Regions from separate parts of the Mus musculus genome. Here region 2 is linked to region 1. The links are chromatin contacts, called in public HiChIP or PLAC-seq maps. All regions are on one chromosome and are shown on one strand. Each heading gives the region's core, a stretch centred on a gene start, on an enhancer-like site or on the middle of the called end of the contact. The rest is flanking DNA. Distances are from core to core; before and after follow the strand shown. Region 1 has its middle 31 kb from the start of Gm40746. Region 2 has its middle 20 kb from the start of Gm40746.

Region 1 (7,151 bases), core at 3,294-5,793:
TAAAAGCATGGAGGTTTGGACGGGGTGATGAATGAGTGTCAGTTGAAGGACACAGTGGAAAGACACAATAGTTAGTAATGGAAAAGACTGTGAGAAGACAGAACTCATGAAATCTAGGGACTGGACCATTTGGTTTTATGGTCTTAATCCCCGAGTCACTCTATGAATGCCAGGGTGTTTTGAATAGAAGGGCAGCAGCCTGCAGCAGGGTGGCTGGGTAATGTTCATGGCTGCCTACTTGAGGGCATTTCTACAACTCTCTCTGGAGTTGGGGAGGTTGCTTAGGCTCTAGAGATGTATGAATTTTGAGGACATTCCCACTTGCTGTGCATCCTCCCAACCCCCATCAGATTCCCTTCTCATTTACTGACAAGAAAATATTATTTCAATAAAAGCTCTTTTGTGTGTGTGTGTGTGGGGGGGGGGAGTGGCCAGAGGGAACTAACAAAGTTCAGTGGTTATGTGAATAGTTTCTTTTTGAAGAAAATAAACAACAACCATTTTTGTATGTGTTTGCATGTACATTTGCCTGTGCATCACCGGATGCCTGTGTGAAAGGCATCAAGGAACAACTGTTAAAAGATCTTTCCACTGTATGAGTCCTGGCGATTGAGCTCAGGTCACTGGGTTTGGCCGTGAGCCTCTTTACTCACTGAGTTATCTTACTGACCCAGAAACATATAAAAATATTCTCTTCCCCTTTTCTTTCCTCCATTAAAGATAGAAATGAGACCACTTAATTCTACCTGGAAACAAGCTTCCACGATCTTCTTAAAATTAAAGTGAATAAAGGAAGGGTCATATCCACCAAAGTGTCGCACCTAGATCTTAAGTGTTACAAATTCCAAGTGGCCGTTCAGTGATGAAAGTCAATTTGTTTTCTTCCCCTTGTAAACATTCAAGGTTAGACACGCATGTGCATGGATAATCTAGGCAATGGACTTCTGCTTATTAGAATAATTTATAAAGCCTGTCTTGTGTATTCTCCTCTACTGTCAATTACACGCCTCAGGAATGGAGCTCAAGGACAATGTTACAGAGAGGTGTCTATCTGCTGATTTCCCTGCTAATATCTAGCCCATGAAATGACCTCTGAGCAGCAACAGGGTACACTTTATGAAGGCAACCCAAGACTCCCATTGGATACACAAACTTCTCTCCCCAGTCCCAACAAAATAATTCTATACCCTTCATCATCTATTTTCTTATCTGTCAACTTGGGGATTTGATGGTAAGCTTAGAAGGAGCTGTTTTACATTTTGATGGCAACCTCTATGTGAAAGCATTAAAGTGGTGACTATTTCAGATTTTCCTTTAGCATAGAGTGTTGGATACACACTGTTTCACTTTTGATTTTATCAGCATCTCCCACACCCATATTTATTGTCCAGATGACTTTGAGTATCATCTCTATCCACGATCCTAAGATCTGACTCTTGTCTCGGCTTTCTTCTCTGCCTCAAGATGAAGCCATTCTTTTGTTCTCAGAGTTCCAGACGCATCAGCCTTTCCCAAGTTTTGAAAGAAGTTACTTCCATTGAGGTCTTGTTTTCTGTTCATGAAGGCCTCTGTCACCTTGTCCTTGGCCCTTCCGTGCAGAACATGACAACTGCTTGGCCTTCCTGAAAGCAGATGTGACATGTGTGCTGCCTCTTTTGGAAGTACCACCTATACCCTGGCAACTGGGTAGACACTTGGTAAAGTTTCATTGATTGAATAAAGGGAAAATAAAACAAACAAAAAAACAAACAAACAAACAAACAAAACCCCAAAAGACAAAGCTCAACTTGAATCTAGTGAATAGAACCCACAGAGCAAAGAAAGCATATTATGTCGTAATAAAGATTAAGATATACCAACAACTATATCAGGTGCTAAAGAGGGTCCCCAGTAAATGAAACAATCATTTGCCTTACCTATGGATTACATAGGCATCTGGTTCATTAGAGCACATGCATAATTTACAAGCTAATATAAAAGTGTTGAAACTGGTACTTGAGGATATATGAATATATAAAAGCGGAGGTCAGCTGAAGAACTGGAATAAATATTTAGACCGGAGGGTACTTTAAGGTTAATGAAAACAAGCTGCAAATGTGATTCAGTGCTTGCCAGGGGCCTGAGTAAAAATGACAGTTTGATCAGCTCCGCGATGATCACTGCCTGAGGGGAAATCATTCTTGTCCCCTGGAGGCCGGGAGTGGGAGAACACGATTTTTTATAGCCTCTTCCCCCCCCACCCCCCGTGAAAGAAATTTCTTTGAAGGGACCGTACTTATTTTCTCCATGCCTCCCTGAGCAACTTGGCAGCCTGCCCAAACCCGCAGCATTAGAAGGTCAGAGATTTGGTTTCTAGATTTGTCTCCCTTTCTGAGAGTCCTGCCTCCCTGCAATTAAAAGATGAGTTATAACCGTGGCGTTTCTGAGGGTTGGGGTGGTGGTGGGAAGCCCTAAGTCTGACAGGGAGTAATTCAATAGTTCTGTCCACACCAGGATCCTCTGGTCCAGAGTAAGCCACTTGGTCTCTCTCAAACCCAGCTTTTCAGTGCAGAGCGAAGGGATACTGATGCCTACTTCAAAGGGTATTTGAGAAGAAGAGTCAGCTGAGCTTTGCCCAGCAGAGCCCATGTTCCATAACTGGTTCCCTCTGATGCCATTCTTCCTTCTCCCGGAATTGACTTGAGAATCACTAAATATTATGAACACTTGAAAAATTCTTTTGTGTGTGTGTGTGTGTGTGTGTGTGTGTGTGTGTGTAGGCGTGTGAATATACCAGAGGTCCAAGAAGAGCCGTGACCCAGCCTGCTAATTTAAGAAAACAAACAGAGAAGAACTGAATTTTCTTACTAATAATTTCTCCCCTTTAAAGTTTTTGGTGTTTCTAAGTTAATTCCTGCCTTATCAATATGCTAAGGATGGCTTCATAACCTCTACTCTTTCTACCCTACATAGATGGGTATATAAAAGTTAAAAGTGTATGTGCTTATAATTTCCAAGTGAGTAGGGCCTCGCCACACTCATGCAAGTTAAAGAGGGACATGAAATTATAGAATTCATTGTCAAGAGTCAAGAATGAGCCATGCTGTATCTCTCACCCTCGTTGTCTTTATACTGAGATTGTGGGACCTCCACTTAACTGACCTTAACTGCTATCAGAGATTTCTCCATGTAGATTCTCAGAAGGTGGTGTATTTTGATTCTTCTGCCAAACTTCTCAGTTCAGAAATATAGTAACTCAGATTATAAGTTCTGCGGCTCCTGAGAAATTTCTCTCCGCCTCTCTAAGTCATTCGAAGCAGATTCATCTGTTTGAGGTCACGAGAAACGTAGAACATCTTCACAAGCCATTTCAAGTGTGGTGGCTTCTGGGACAAAGTCACAGGCATACTGAAACGTCTTCACTGTCCTGGGCTCTCTCCAACACAGTCACCAGAGGGATGAGATTTTTTGGATAGTAATTTCTCTGTTTATTTTTTTTTTCTTTGTGAAAGAAAATATTCCTGTAGTTCAAGGAATCTAAAATTAGAAATTCTGTACATGTCTCATTATGGCTCGGGGGACAAAGAGGCTAAAACAATGGATGTTTAAAAATAAAAATTGCTTTGTTTGCTCAGGCGGTTTCAGAAATTTAGCTTCACTAGGCAATAGAAAGGGGGGTTATAATTATAGGATTGTAGTGGACTAGCCTGTTGAGATAACCCACACACATTGTATCAACTGGCTACAAAAATATGTCCCTGAGTTCTCAACTGTTAATTTCTGTGTCAGGGGTGCCAGGATAGAGGGATATGGAAATGTTTGTCCTTCCTCACCTGCCCAAAGCGGTAAACAACCTGTGAAGGTCATGTAGCCCCCAACACTAACTAGATGAGTAAGAAGTATGGTGTTTTTTGCATAATAAAGAGCTGGCAGCTGGGGCCGAGGCAGAAGGATGAAGAGAAAGAGAGAGGAAGAGACAGAAGGGAGACATCAATGAGAGCCATCGGGTGGAATGCAAGAGAAGTCAGCTTATGTTAGATGGGCTAGCTGAGAGACTGCCCCAGCAAACAGATTAACACCCTTCTACTATACAGATGTCTCCATGCCTGTATTGTTAAAACCTCAAAGCCCCACATTACTAGCAAAAGTATATCTAGCCTTGGGCACCTTAAATGTTAAAAAGGTGAGTAGATTTACACAGAGAAAGAGTGGGTGTTTGCTTCTGTTTCAGACACTTCAATTTACTAATCCATGGATATTAACTTAGAGAAGTTTCAACAGCAATATCCATCTAGAGGTGACCACAGCTTGGCTGGTCGGACTTTCTGCTGTGAACATCTGTTTTATATCTCCTCCAACACATTTTTTGTCTTTAAAGATTTGAAACTTGGGATAGTAGTAACCCCAAGGGCAGCCCCTCAAGGCTGTTGTTTGCGCTCTGTGAAATACTATTGCACAAGCTTCCCCCCTGGGACTAGTGAAGGGACATTTATAGCAGTGTGACACCAGCGTACCCTGTCTTCTTACATTATCTACATAGCATCTGCATTGAGCAGTAGTGTGAAGGCGAATCTGCTGATTTCCTTTCCTGGAGTATGTGGTGAGTGAGGGGAGCCCTCAGTGAGTGTGTGAGCAGTGGACTAAGTCCCCGAGTGAGTGTGCATTTTTGACAGGGGCAGAGCACGGCAGGAATGCCAATGCCTCTGACCCACGCAAGTCCCAAAGCCTACCTAGGGCGAGGCTCAGGGATCTGGCAAAGCTGTCCTATAATGCAAGTCCAAGTGTTTGCCAACGATTGACTACTCGGTTCAGAAACTATTAACCACAGTTTCCTCCTCTGAGATGACTACAGCCTGAGATGGGGTTCTCCACAGAGACCTCCTACAAGATTAGCTAAACATTCCTCCCTATTCATCGCTGTACCGTAAACCTACCTTCTTGTCCAGCTGTACATGATCACTACACCCTCCATTCAGGTGTCTAAAATAAACATACTGACATTACAGGTTGCTTTTGGCATCCCTCATCAGAGCAAGAACAGCCCACATGATCCCAGCACTTCTGTACGTGCATCTGTCCTTTCTTCATTCTGTCCTCACCTTAGTTAGGTCAATCCCCAATGTCACTCAGAGCATGAGAGGAGGACTTACTCGGATAAGGCACAAAGCACTTCTGCCGTATCATAGCTTTGACTCCTAGAGTTGGCATTTCTACTCAGTTTTTAAGGGAAGCAACCAAGGTTCAGAAAGTTTACAGCATACAACCAGTATGTGTGCTGGGACACACAGCTTTATCCAGATGGTTGAGGTGGACTGTTTCTTCTCAGTGGCCACTTGTGGACACAGTGTAACACACATGAAGGTCCCGGAAGGACTGCTTATCACACTGTGGACTAAGATGGGCACCATGACCTTTGCTACTGTTCAGGTGTTCAGTCTTCTTGGCTTTGCTCTTTGAGATCTTCCTCCAGAGGGTCGAGAGCTGATGGTGGTTGAGGACTCTAGACATATCTAGGTTGTTTTCAGGCACTGTGGTTGATCTGCTGGTGTGATTCTTGTCTGTTGGCGTGTGGGGTACTCATTTTCATCTTGCTGTGACTAGTCTTGTGCCTGTAACAAAGTCAGCACTGGATGAGTAGTCTGATAGCCTGGGAGCTTTTGTGATCCATCTATGCCTACCTTACAATTAGAGTATCCTTAGCAGTGGACATCAATAATGGCAGAAAACCAACATGGGGGATGAAGGCTACTATTCAACAAGAGTGATGAACTCAGCTAAACAGACTGGTATTATTTGCTTGCAAACAAGTTGCATTCATAGATTTGACCTTCCTAATTGTCTTTTTCCAGGCTGGATTTCGACCTTTAGATGTGCTATCACAAATGGATGTTTTCAATCTGGTTGAGCCGCTCAGCTGAGAGTCCAGTTCTGGCAGAAACCTCTATTCTAATCTTTATAGAGATAGGGTTTTTTTTTGGAAATCACTTGAGTTTTTATTGCATTTCTGTACTTATTTGATAAAATTCATGGAATGGAAAATGAAAGCCCAAGAGTGCTGATTTTAATGATAAGTGATTTGGGCTCATAAACTTAATTCAATTAAAAAAAAAAGATGGAAATAATCAAGATGCCAAAAATGAGGACATTTTAGCCTTAATTGGACATACTGACTTTAAGCCAGTCAACTGTGATTTCATTGTTGAAGCAAAGAACACAATTTCAGAACATGTGTAAATTTGTAGGGAGAGGTTATTTTCTAAATGGAATATAAATTTTATCATTCTTGGGCTACACTCGATACGGAGATCTGCTTAGGTATATGCAGTAATGATGTACAATCTTTAAAATTTGATTTTTGTATGTGTGTGTGTGTATGTGTGTGTGTGTGATACTTTAGGTAGAGCATTGTAGATTTTCGTGTTTTCTTAATTCTCCAATAATTCTTCAGTGTAGGCAGTCCTTATCATCATAGGAAAGCCACAGGTTTACGAAGTGGCAAAGCTATGTGTATTAGCAGGCTAGGACTATTAGGGCAAAGAACGACAGCTGAGATGCTTAAGTGACAAAGTTAATTTTCCCCAAAAGTACAGAGGCTTCAAGTCCAAGATCAAGTTAGCAAAATTTTCACGGCCTTTCCCCTTGGCCTGCAGACAGTGGCCTTCTCCCTGTCTACATGGCACGATGTCTTCATCTGAAAACACTGGTACTGTGGGGCTAACTAGTACCAGATGATGTCATTTTGTCTTAGTTTCCTTTGCTCCTCCCCTTTCTTCATGGTTATGTGTGGAGGGGGCACACACATCATAGTAAACACATGGAGGTTAGAGGACAAAGTGGTTGATTTTCCTTCCACTGTGCGTATACAGGGGATAGAACTTAGGTCACCAGACTTGCCTGGAAGAGTCCTTATCCACTGAGCCATCTCTCTGGATCCTGCTGCTGTTATCTTTAAAGGACCCCTTTCCCAATGCAGTCATTGCCTTGGGCTCTAAGGGTTCAGACTTCAAATTCTAAAGTTCAGGGGTATAAAATTTAAGGCATAGCATTGTGATATGACCCAAACTTAGTGATTGAAACTATTTTGAAGAAGTGATGGGACGGCATGCAGATGCTAAAGAAGAGAGTCCTAGTTGGGAGACTGAGGTCGGCACAGGTGGCTCAGAGCACCGGGA
Region 2 (7,151 bases), core at 2,478-4,977, 51 kb after region 1:
ACCTGCATTGCTGAGAGGTCCCCCAAGCTCTCGACAGACCCTGAGCCAGTCTTGTAAGCCTTTGTTCTTTCTTGGGGCTATGGCCGCTCGGCACTCCTTTGTGGCTTGCTCATAGATTAGCTGTTCTATCAGAGGCGCAGCTTGCTCTGACTCTCCAAAAATACGCTCTGCTGCCTCTGTCATTCTGGCCACAAAATCTGAGAAGGATTCCTGAGGTCCCTGGATTATCTTTGTTAACTGCCCAGTGGTTTCACCTGCTCGAGAGAGCGCCTTCCAGGCCCTAATAGCCGTGGAAGAAATCTGGGCATAAGCTCCCCAATGGTAGTTTGTCTGATCAGCAGAATAAGCTCCCTGACCCGTTAACAAGTCAAAAGTCCAATCTCTCTGCTCTGGAGTCAAAGCAGCTGCGTTTGCTCGGGCCTGCGCTTGTGCAGCTTCGTGCCAAAGCGCTCTCCATTCCATATATTTGCCCATACTAGGGAGAGCGGCTTTTACAACCGTTTGCCAGTCAGCAGGAGTTAGTGCCATGCCGGCGAGCCTGTCTAACTGCACCAAGGTAAAATTAGCATTGGTTCCGTATTTACGGACCGACTCGGCAATTTCTTTAATTTGTAAGTATTCTACCGGAGCGTGGACACGCCCACCCTCGGCTCCTTCAAAGACTGGAAATGCCTGTTGTATTTTCCTTTGTTCCTCTCTGGGAATGAATGAGTCTGCGCACTGCCTCTCTGCGCACTGCCTCTCTGCGCACTGCCTCTCTGCGCATCTCTCTGCGCACTGCCTCTCTGCGCATCTCTCTGCGCATTGCCTCTCTGCGCATCTCTCTGCGCATTGCCTCTCTGCGCATTGCTGACGCACTACGCAGGGCGGGGGCTCCGCATAGGGCGGACCTTGAAACCGACTGCCGGGAGGTTGAACAGTACGCTGGCTTTCGCCAGCCGCTTTTGGCTTTTTTCTTGACCAATTAGCTGGCTGGTAATGGGCTGCTTCTTCCTCCCAGTCTGTTTCCTCAGAGGAGAATTCTTCATCTGCTTCAGAACTACTAAGAGCTGGCTTCCTGAGCTCATCTAGTGACGAGTATCTCCTAGAGACCTCCGCTAGTCGATCTTTTTTCTTTTCTTTTTTCTTTTCCTTCCTTCTAATCTCTCCCCAGGTATTCTTACCTGACCTAAACTTTTCCTCGGGTTCAAGACCCTTGGAAAGGCCTGTATACTTATTTTGTGTACCATATTTTCTCTTTGCTCCTACTCTCTCTCCCCGCTTTACTTCTGATAGCTTGTCCTGAATTTCCTCTAGAATTTTCCCTGCCTTAACCACTTGATAACATGTGAAAAGGAACAAAAGGGCTTCTAACACTAGAAAAAATTCAAGGCCAAACATATTCCACTTTACTTCTGATAGACTGTCTTGAATTTCCTTAGAAAGTTCAAGATCAGACTTACCTCGTAAAGCTGTACTCACTGGTACTCTCGTTCCCCAGCTGAAAAGTTCTGAATTCATACAGTTGAATCCTTCTTAACAGTCTGCTTTACGGGAACCTTTATTACCGCGACCCGCAGTTCTGGTTCTGGAATGAGGGATCTTCCTTGCGCCAGTCCCGAGTTTTTTCTCGTCCCGGAATTCGGCACCAATTGTTATTAGACGCGTTCTCACGCCCGGCCAGGAAGAACACCACAGACCAGAATCTTCTGCGGCAAAGCTTTATTGCTTACATCTTCAGGAGCCAGAGTGCAAGAAGCAAGAGAGCAAGAAGCAAGAGAGAGAGAAAACGAAACCCCGTCCCTATTAAGGAGAATTCTCCTTCGCCTAGGACGTGTCACTCCCTGATTGGCTGCAGCCCATCGGCCGAGTTGACGTCACGGGGAAGGCAGAGCACATGGAGTAGAGAACCACCCTCGGCATATGCGCAGATTATTTGTTTACCACTTAGAACACAGCTGTCAGCGCCATCTTGTAACGGCGAATGTGGGCGCGGCTCCCAACACTAAACTTTAATTGTTAAGATATAGCTAGTTCCTGCTAAACATCCCTGACCACTCAACTGTAGAAGTGGCCACTCCCCACCCCCACCCCCACCCCAACACCTCTCTGAGACCTCACATGGCTACTTGGTTCTTCTCCCTCCAAAGTATAGCCAACTCTCCTCTCTTGCATACTGGCCTCATATATGGACTGATTAGAGGGAACATAGCATCCGGAGACCTAGAGCTTAGGGAGAAGATGACCTCAACTCTTTCAAGGCACCTTCTCAAGAACTGGTCCCTTTGGGTCTTGTAGAAAACTAATATACAAAAACTCCTCTCTTGCCAGGACCACTGTAATGTCAAGCAGCCCGCCTCTCTGACCCAGAACTAATGCAGTGTATGGAAGACCACCTCTCTCACCAAAACCACTAGAATGGATGGCAGAACATATGGTGGCATAATGCACGTACAGGTACCAAACAAATGTGTTACCACTCAATGCCATTACCACTCAGGGCAAAGAATACAACATGGGAAACACCCCCAGAAACTGTTGGAGTGTCTTTTTCTCTGGAGATAGTCCTTGTCCAGATTGTTTGGGGATGAATTCTCTCTCTCTCTCTCTCTCTCTCTCTCTCTCTATATATATATATATATATATATATATATATATATATATACATATATATATATACACACATACATATATATACATACATATACATATACATATACATATACATATACATATACATATATATATATATATATATTGTGTGTGTGTGTGTGTGTGTGTTCGTGTGTGTTGATACCTTATTAATAAATACCAGAGTTTGTTTAGGCTTACTTCTTATGCATTTTATTCCATTCCACAAAAGAAGACTCTACAACCAAACTGCGGAGCATGGAAAAGCAGTGAATCCAAGTGTCTCAATGCCTTTTTCCCCCCTTGCTGGCTGTATGGATTTCCGAAGCATGTGTGTTCTTTCCTTATTGTGCAGATAACAGCATCTACCCCTAGTGTTCTTTATGGGGGTGAGAGGTAAGACACCTCACACATTTATTGTCAGGTGGGCAAGCTCGGGAACTTCCTGCTAGAGAGGCTGCCTAGAGGTGTATGTGAGTGAGGTCTTCCTTTGCTAGTTCTGATGCCCAGTGATGCTTCTGTCAGTTCCACCCACCTCTGAGATGACTGAGTTCTACGGTATGCAATGTAACCAGTTCAGGCGCGCTCGTGCATGCGTGCGTGCGTGCGTGCGTGCGTGCGTGCGTGTGTGTGTGTGTGTGTGTGTGTGTGAAGGGGTTAAACATTTGGCAGACAGCAGTCATGAAGTAAATGCCAGAGACTGAATAAAGGACTTATTTCCCTTGCTTGCTGCTCGTAGAGCATGTCATCTGCTAGCAGGGGTGACACACGTGACAGGCATCAGAATGTGGGTCCTGTAAGAAGGCGGATGGCACACTGGGTAAGAATTCTAGGAGCACAGCTCATTGAGCAGTAGGACGCTTGCCCACTGAAGGCAGGAGCCTAAGTCTATTCTCAAGAACTGTAATCAAAAATGTTCCAATCCGACTCTCGACTTCCTGAGGGGGATGTCGATCGACTTCTCCTTCGGTTCCCCTGTCTGTAAAACGAAGACAAACAGTTTCTACCTCCGAGAAATGAGAGTAAACGAAGGCAGCTTGCTTAGAACAGAGCCCAGGGCGTGGTGCGGACGTCGGCTGTTATTGCTGTTGCTGAGAAAGAGGAAAGATAAAAGGCAGGGTGACTGTTGACAGGAAACTGGGCTTCCCGGGAGAGCGTTCATCTGTGCAGTGCTCTGAGGCCACGGTGCCTTTGTGGTGGATTGCTTCTTCACTGGGGCCATTCCCAGCAGCTGCCACCTCTTCGGAGTCACCTCCCTGCCTTCAGCACCTGCGCATCTAACCCTCACATCACCTTTAGATGCTGTTTTTCTCCGTCAAGGCTTTGAGTAGTCCGTCTAACACGGTTAGACACTCAATGTGGATTTGAAGCGCTGCATACCTTTAGCAGATTGAGGGCCACAGGCACAGGTGCAAAGGGTGTCATTTCAGATGAGGAACAGATAGACATGTAGGACGAATCAACGAATAGAGGTGTAGGTGTGGCGTAGGTTTCCCGAAGTTCATCCCAGCAATGGACTAAAAGAAGTTTTCTTTTCTCTCTCTCTCTCTCTCTCTCTCTCTCTCTCTCTCTCTCTCTCTCTCTCTCTCCCCCCCTCTCTCTCTCTCTCTCTCTCTCTCTCTCTCTCTCTCTCTTTCTTTCTTTTTTTTGACAATATGTGCGCGTCAGCTTTCTCTCTTCAGAGGCTAACCCTCACTGTGACGTTAAGGTGGCTTACACTTAGCTGATGATTGAGCAGAGCAAGCCTGGCTCCTGGGGCCCATCTGGGAGCAGGCCAGTCCTGTTCATCACTAAGTCCTGCCTTCCCTCTGGGTGGCCTGGATGAAGGCAGAGTGGTGGCTTCTGAACGGAACCTTCAGTAGGCACAGGGGACCTGAAGTCAGTGCCTGAGACCCGGCCTGGCAGCCAGATGCTCTCCCAGAGCTGAGTCTCACAGTGTGGCCGGAACAGTGATTCCTCATATAGTTTGGATGTTAACCCTTTGCTCACTAAATGGTTGGCAAATACCTTCTGAGTGTACTGTTGTCAAAATGTCTCCCTTGCCTATCATTAAATTAAGAACAAATTCTCAAATTCTAGAGTTGTAAGTGTTTTGAAACCAACCAACCAACCAACCAACCAAACAAAAAACCTTCTTCGGAAACTGCTTCTTGCAGGCTTGCATATTTTATTTTGCTTTTAAAAGATTGTTCTTCTTAAATTATTTTTATGTATGTGCATGTATTTGTATACTGTGTTTAACCAGTGTATACCAGTGCCTGAAGAGACTGGGTAAGGGTGTCAGAACCCTTAAAGGTGGAATTATAGGTTGCCCTTCATGGGATCTAGGAACTGAATGGGTCCTCTGGAAGAGCAGTTATCCCTTTTAACTGCTAATATACCTTGCCAGCCCCTCCAACCTTTATTTTGAGAAAAAAAGACAATGATTCGAAATGTCACCAACAAAGACGGTAAATGTTAAGCCATGTATCAAAGGAGACCCCCAGGAAAGTGTTTCAAACACTAGTGGATTGGAAAGCTGGGTTGCTCTGTTTGTCTCCTATTAGGTCACTTGTGCAATAATATTTTTTTTCTTTCAAAGAAACATGAGAAATTAGCTTCACTGGGATAGTACCTCATGGGCTCAAATTCTATTTATAAAGCCCTCCTCTGCCAGAGTTCAAAGGGCTTAGTGGATGGCTTCTAACAAACTTACAAAATCCATAAACAGTGGGTTTGGTGACTGTAGAAGACTTGGAGGGCAAGAGTCATTGCTGTGTTCCTGGTTTCTACAACAGTCACATGTCACCCCTCCCAGGCCAGCACATCCCTGCAGTGGCTGGGAACAAACTTTGTGTTTCCTAAGACCAAAGCTGCTTGTCCCCTTGATGGCTGCATCACATTTCACCAAGGATATCTCCCCCATCCATTCTATTTACTTGAACAAGTTTTCAACTAATTTCAGCTCATTTTCCCCCTTATTTGTCAACTAGCTGTATGGGTAAATGGTACCAGCAATCTATGTATTGAATAAGACATGTTCAAACTTAAACATCAAAAAAGAATATAGATGTTGGTTTTCACTGGGAAAAACTTTTGTTGTAGTCTGAAAATTTATACATGGAGTATATTGCAAATTGATTTTTAGGATTTATTTTTAGGTCAATATTGTCTGAATCTATATTCATCAATGTTATAAGGATAGGAGAAAATTCAGTTGTAGAGAAATTTGGGTGGCTTCCATATATATTGGGACACTTTAAACACTGACATTTTTAATAGTAGCACAATGAGTCAGTTTTATTTCTGCTTGGTTTGAAGGTTTTATCCCCCAGAAGACCTCTGTTGGGAAGTGAGTTCCTGAGTGAGCCATGGTGGGCTGTAGGGCTAAGGAGGAGATGCTGGGTACCTTAATGGAGCCCTCAGGGATAGATTAATGCAGTTATCATGGGAGTAGGTTAGTTGTCGCCATAGAAAGCTGCTACTACCAAGGGAGTTTACCTTTTCCATGCTTCAGTTCTCTCTCACATACCTGCTTACCTTTCCATCACATGCAGCTGCCCTGATTTGGACTTCCCAGCCTCTAAAGATAATCATGTCCGAGGCTTCTGTGGGTACCATGGCTAACAGAGCATCTTTCTTTGGGAGGCCAGAAGGTAGTTCAGTTCAAAAGCACTGCATAGCTGGTGTTGGTTCAGACTTCAGGACTCTAACCTTGAATAGTTTATTTTAGGCATATTAAGCACAGCCCAATTACCTTTCCTGGTGATAATAACTCAGTTCCATGTGTACAGTAAGGCTTCAGATGTAACTGCCCTGAGATTCTCTGTGCAGTCCATGTGACACTTTCCATAAGGAAGTGTTCTATGGCTTGACTGAAAAACAAGACAGAACAAAACAAAACAAAACAAAACAACAACCAAAACCAAACTCATGATAAGGGTCTGGAGGAGGATCTACTGTGGTCTTGGCCACACAGATAGCGAAAAGATCACCAGGCTAATAACCACATCTGCTCTCTGCCTTCTGGGCAGATAACGGGGTATGTGTCTCTTCGCTTGACGGGAAAAAACTGTGTGTCTAACATTTCTGGTTCCCCTGGTGCTTATCTGTAAGCACAAGAACCACTGTACCTCCTACACTGCCTCCTTTCTTATTTTATTTTTTTTAAAGAGGAAACTGTGGCTGTGATAGGTGCAAGGTTGAAAGCATTGCCTTCATGGCTAGTCTAGCTCATAGAGGCAAGCACGCCAGAATCACAAGAACAGTAGACAGAGAATCAAGGAAAGGGGAAAGTAGTCATAACCACGATGGCCATGCGAAGGTTATTGAGAGATTTTGTTTATCTCTTTATGCAGATTATTAATATGGCCACGGATTGCATGAAAGAAATCTGACAGATGCATTTTAAGCCACACATACTAAGAAATAGTTGACAGCCGACATTATGCTTGAGCAACAGTCTATCCTAGCTCTATTTTGCAAAACTGTAGTTAATTCTCCTATCTCTTGATTAATTTCGGCTATTATTTTCACTGCAATATTAGTAGTTTTACTAGTAA

The links. HiChIP or PLAC-seq counts read pairs in DNA pulled down with a chosen protein or histone mark.
Region 2: a contact with region 1 is called in an H3K27ac HiChIP or PLAC-seq map of the HPC-7 cell line, with 4 times the contacts expected there. The contact joins two enhancer-like sites. A contact is called at or near these places in 3 of 39 promoter capture datasets (the 3T3-L1 cell line and 3T3-L1-derived adipocytes), 5 of 484 Hi-C or Micro-C datasets (CD4 T cells, bone marrow, bone marrow-derived macrophages and 2 more) and 1 of 115 datasets of contacts at active chromatin or transcription factors (the HPC-7 cell line).

The regions. Positions count from the first base shown.
Region 1 is chr10:96,146,133-96,153,283 of GRCm38.p6, forward strand. No RefSeq gene overlaps it. Among named protein-coding and RNA genes, the nearest start is that of Gm40746, 31 kb to the right of the region's middle. Within about 2 kb of position 4,544, at least 30 of the 459 cell types and tissues checked have an H3K27ac peak or open chromatin away from gene starts, as enhancers often do. A contact at or near this core is called in the HPC-7 cell line, where this site is marked.
Region 2 is chr10:96,197,719-96,204,869 of GRCm38.p6, forward strand. No RefSeq gene overlaps it. Among named protein-coding and RNA genes, the nearest start is that of Gm40746, 20 kb to the left of the region's middle. Within about 2 kb of position 3,728, at least 87 of the 459 cell types and tissues checked have an H3K27ac peak or open chromatin away from gene starts, as enhancers often do. A contact at or near this core is called in the HPC-7 cell line, where this site is marked.